Regions from separate parts of the Sus scrofa genome. Here region 2 is linked to region 1. The links are chromatin contacts, called in public targeted proximity ligation maps. All regions are on one chromosome and are shown on one strand. The core of a region is the stretch at or near the end of the contact, and the rest is flanking DNA. Distances in the headings are between cores, read along the strand shown. Region 1 overlaps ETV6 (transcription factor ETV6). Region 2 overlaps LOC106507269 (a long non-coding RNA gene).

Region 1 (2,700 bases), core at 121-2,620:
TGCCAGTTAACTCAGCACATCCCCGCCTGATAGGGCTCGTTAGGAGGAACCATCACTCCCTCCCGTGGCCTGGCCCTGCCGCCCACGCCAGCATTAAGAACTGGGTACCAGGGATGCCCTGCAGGACTCTGTGACCCACAGGGGCTTTGGAAGTATCGCTTCTGTTCTGCTCCGTTAGAAAGCCCTGTGGCTGCCAAAGCCCCATTCTACATGGAAAATACTTATCCTGACTTGAAAACATCTCCTTTAAAAGCAAACAGTGCAAGAAGTCTGACTGCCCCAGAATTTTCCACATAGAGGGGAGGGAATCAAATTTAAAGATATCGTTGGAGTTCCCGTTGTGGTTCAACAGGTTAAGAACCCATCTAGTAAGTGTCCATGAGGATGTGGGTTCAATCCCTGGCCTTGGTCAGTGGGTTAAGGATCCAGCATTGCCTCAAGGTGCAGCATAGGCTGTGGATGCGGCTCAAATCCAGCATTACTGTGGCTATGGCTGCAGCCTACGGCTCCAATTCGACCCCTAGCCTGGGAACTTCCATATGCCACAGGTGCAGCCCTAAAAAGACAACGTATATATATATAGTCTTTTGTAAGTTATGAAAACTGTGAATGTGTATAGGTATAAAGTGTAAAACAACCTAAACATCCACTGATGAACGAATGGGTCTAGAAACCATGCTATATCCATGCAATGGAATAGTATTCAGCCTTAAAAAAGGCGATTCTGCAGCATAGCGTCCTCAAGGTCCAGCCATGTCAAGTGAAATAAGCCAGTCACAGGAAGCAACTCTCCTGGGGAGAGGCAGAAAAGCAGCATTACTAATCAATCATTAAACAAGATGAGTTAAGTTCTAGAAATCCGATGTTCAACACTACCTATGGTTAACGCTGCTGTATTATGCACCTAAAAATTTGTTAAGACGGTAGATCTCATGTTCAGTGTTCTTACCACAATAAAATAAAATAGAGCAAAGTGGTCCCCTGCCAAAAAACATTTTTAATAGATAAATCTGTATTGCGACTTTTTTTTTTAAGTGAGGAGTTCCCTGGTGGCACAGTGGGTTAAGGACCTGGCATTGTCACTGCAGCAGCTCAGGTCACTGCTGTGGCCCAGGTTCAATCCCTGACCTGGGAACTTCCCCCTGCTGAGTAACCAAGACCCAAGCCTACCCACAGACAGATAGATGTGAGGCCAAGTTGGCCAGGCACCCTGAAGTCTCACCTCCAGATGGGGAGGGCACAGAGAGGGTACAGCCCAGCTCTGCCCTGGCTGCAGCCTCCATGGTCCGCAGCCCATGCTCTTGCCCCACTGAGGAGGACCTACCAGAGGCTATGACCAAATATGGCCAGGTCCCACTGACACGCTCCATCGCGTGAGTCACTGAGAAAAATCGCTCTGCAACAACTCCCACAGTGTGCCCTGGCCCCGGGGCCTGGAGCCACTGGATTCTTGCTTCCACAACAGAAATTTAAACCAAAAAAAAAAATCTCTTCCTTAAAAATGACAAGCCAGAAACACAAGTTGGACAAAGGTCATGTTTAAAAAAAGGAAAAAAAAAAAGAAATTCTCTGCAGGTCAGAAGGTGAAGGATGCCCCCCAGAATGGGGAGGGAGGGGTGGTCTGCAGGAAATTCCTCAGGCACAGCAGAGCGCAGTCCTGGGAGAGGAAGTCCAGAGGCCACCGTGGGTGTGCTTTGTTAGCGGGAGCTCCAGCCTCCTGACCAAGGCTGAGTCACCTCGGGAGAAACCTGGGCCTTGGCGTCGGTGAAAACGCAGCACAGTGGGCCTGGAAGGGAGCAGGTTAGCAGGGAGCTTTCCCCACTGGCAGGGCCCCAGGAGCAGCTGAAGAGCTGCATTTTAATAGCTCCTCCAGCACCTTTTCTGAGGTTCATTTCATTGTGTCTTTGTGCTTTTTTTTTTCTCTCTCTCTTCCTCCTTTGAACAAACAGAACAGAACAAACATGACCTATGAGAAAATGTCCAGAGCCCTGCGCCACTACTACAAACTAAACATTATCAGGAAGGAGCCAGGACAAAGGCTTTTGTTCAGGTAGCACTTCCTTTTTCTGCTTTCCTTCTTTGGGGAGGATATTGTTTTCTTCAAATAAGAGGGAGGAGGGAGATGGTTCAGATTGCTACCTGCCTATCTGATCCTCAGCACCATTGCTGCTACACACTGGATACCAGATGCTGGTTTGTTACACTGAAAAAAAAAAAATTAACTTATATCCATCCCAAAGACAAAACTACGAATAAACACACCTTTAAAATAAAGCAATGCTCAGATTGTATTATCTGGCCTTTATATCCACTGTTAAAGGGAACAATCAGTAACGAACAGCAAAGCAAGGACCCAACTCCCTTGAGACTTGGAAAATGAAAGCGAGGCAGGAGCATTATTATTATATTATTATCATGCTTCCCTGACACTGTAGGCTGATGTCTAGACTGCATGATTGACTCCTAGATGAATTCAACAATCTCTACCTCTGGTCCGCTCTCCTGCCTCCTGCATTCATGATACACACTGCCAGCTGCCCTGCACCGCCAGGGACTTGAGACAGACCTGGGCATATATGTATATTGCTTTAACATTTGCTTTTTTAACACATACATGCCCAGGTCGGTCTCAAGTCTACTGCCCTTTACGAGGCAGTTCAAAAGTCTGAAAGCTATTGCATTAGACGCTCCTCTTTCCAA
Region 2 (2,700 bases), core at 126-2,625, 310 kb before region 1:
TATACCAGGAATCCAGATCTTTACCTTTAATTTCGGTTTGTCTCTTGAACACCAGGTTCAGACATACAGCTAATTCACACATACATACTCTAAATCTCTATCTAGACGCACCATAGCTACCTTAAATACATCATATCGGAGCTCAAATTCAGGAGCTTCTGGTTGAAGATGGTAGATTGAGTGTATCCATTTATCCTTTTTCAGAAAAATCATTCAAATCAAAGTAAAGAAATAATGGCGTTCCCGTCGTGGTTCAGCGGTTAAGGAACCTGACTAGCATCCATGAGGACGCAGGTTTGATCCCTAGTCTCACTCAGTGGGTTAAAGATTCGGCATTGCTGTGGTGTAGGTTGCAGGTGTCGCTGTGGCTGTGGCGTAGGCCGGTGGCTACAGCTCCGATTGGACCCCTAGCCTGGGAACCTCTATATGCCGCGGGTGCGGCCCTAAAAAGACAAAAAGACTAAATAAATAAATAAAATTATAGGAAAGAAATAAGAAAGCATGACCCTCCCAACCCCACCCAACAAGAGCATGGGAGAGAAGTAGAAGAGTGAAGATTTCAACAAAGTTCTGGAAGCAGGAGGTAGATGGAGAGGGAAGTATGCTCAGGAAGAACATTGCAGCCTAGGACACCTGAGACGGAGACCACAGCCAAGGACAGGCTTAATGCATCTGCCTGAAAGAAACCCAGTCTCCTCACAGACTCCAAACTCTACAGAAGGCAAGGGAATTTGAAAGGAAAACAAACGCAAGTACTTCAGTATCTTCAGAAATATATCGGGACGGTGATTGCTCCATAAAACAAAAGCAGGGGCAAAGATGAGGGCCAACCCTTTCTCCACCAACTCCTACCTCAGTGAATGCCACCATCAGCCACCCAATTTCCTAAAGGCAGGAAGTGGGAAAGTGATTCTTTATTCTTCCCTGCTCCTTAACCCTCATCCCATAAACTAAGGGTTGATTCTGTCTCCTAAATAGTTCTCTTCTCCCACAGCCATGGTCTCTCATAGATTTTTCCTGTGTCTTCCCTGGATTCTCTCACTAGCTTTATTTTTGTTCTTCCTAACTCTGGTTTGAAGTCTTCTCAAATGCTTCTCCAGAAATTCAGAATTCCTAATCAGCCAGCATCTAGGCTACTGCCCTTCCACCAGTGAGTGCTCAATGGTTATCTTGAGTAATTTCTAACTATCTGCCAGCCCCACATTTTCGCAACTTCGTGCTTTGTTCGCTGTCTCCCACTCATGTGAACTTACTTTTGGTTCTTCCTCCAGACAAGTCTCCTCTTTAAAATGTGCTGTTCTTCCAGTTGGAACCCCTGTTCTCTTGATGGTGTGGGAACTCCGTTCAGGCTCAGCTCAAGTGTTACTTCCCCTAAGGAAGTCCCCTCACTTCCCTGGACTGATGTGTGAATCTAGTCCTTCTCTGTCCTGTGTATCTCATCTGCCTCCACTACAGACATTTTGTGTTAAATTGTAATTGTGTGTTTCCTGTTTCCCCAGCAGACGGTAGGCTCTTTGGAGGCAGGAACCAATCCTGCTAAAAAGGATTCCTTGCACACGTGTCACATGACTGATCATAATCACAGCAGAAGGAAACTCAAGAAATCACCCATATAGTCCCTGCCCTTGGGACCAATGAGGTATGGTCATTTTTGTTTTATTAGATGAGGCAACTGAATCACAGAGATTAAGTGATTTTATTTAAGGTTGTAAGGCTGGAGCATACAGCTTTGTAGGTGTGATGGAATAGAGGTGGGAGGACAGTGGTGGTCTCTCAGTTTCCTACCATCTTGTGGAGTGATTCTCCTGCTACGTAATGACACCGCTTACCAATCTATTATCACTTGCTAAAGAAATTTAATTGGAAAAAAGAAAATGTAAATAAAAGCCATTGCCCAAACTAAAGGGATTGCTTTCTTTAAAATAATTGGCATTCCGTGTCGTGGCACAGGGGAAATGAATCCAACTAGGAACCATGAGGTTTCGGGTTTGATCTCTGACCTCGCTCAGTGGGTTAAGGATCCAGCGTTGCCGTGAACTGTGGTGTAGGTGGCAGAGGAGGCTTGGGTCTGGCGTAGTTGTGGCTGTGGGGTAGGCTGGCAGCTATAGCTCCAATTAGATCCCTAGCCTAGGAACCTACATATGCCACAGGTGTGGCCCTAAAAAGCAAAAATAACTAACTAAATAAATATTAAAGAAATAAGATAATGACAATTATTAAATGATTTTTTAACATTTTATTGAATTATAGCTGATTTATAGCATTGTGAACATATTATATGATGTTTTCAAGCCTAGCCTCTTTGAGACAGGAAGGTAATTACCCTTTGATATCACCTATTTAGTCATTAGGCATTATGTCCCATATGTAATTTTCTATTACAACCAACTAACAAGCAAATGCTTCCCCTAGTTCTGTTCTTCCCGTAGTTGTCTTACTGCAACATCTGGCATATATGCCAAAGGCGGCAGATGGGCCAAATATTAGCCATGTGCCAGCCAGCCAAAGCTGTTCTGGTCCTTACCTGAGTGCATGCTTAAGTGACCTGCCATCGCCTTACCCTATTCTTGGGAGTTTGCAAGTTTCTTTGCTCCAGGAAAAGGTCTGTTTTCTCCTTCTTTTCTGTCTCCCTTGGTGCCCTGTCAAAGTGGTGCAATCCTGATACATACTCCAGAGAGACTTGCTGATTTGATAAAGAAG

What was found.
Region 2: a contact with region 1 is called in a targeted proximity ligation map of alveolar macrophages. A contact is called at or near these places in 3 of 47 Hi-C or Micro-C datasets (blood, embryonic fibroblasts and epiblast stem cells) and 1 of 2 datasets of targeted methods (alveolar macrophages).

Annotation. Positions count from the first base shown.
Region 1 is chr5:60,531,166-60,533,865 of Sscrofa11.1, reverse strand. ETV6 (transcription factor ETV6) reads left to right here. Exons shown (of 8, transcript XM_005652587.3): 7 at 1,950-2,050. Among named protein-coding and RNA genes, the nearest start is that of BCL2L14, 170 kb to the right of the region's middle.
Region 2 is chr5:60,838,051-60,840,750 of Sscrofa11.1, reverse strand. LOC106507269 (a long non-coding RNA gene) reads left to right here. Exons shown (of 5, transcript XR_002344104.1): 2 at 1,500-1,639. Among named protein-coding and RNA genes, the nearest start is that of ETV6, 63 kb to the right of the region's middle.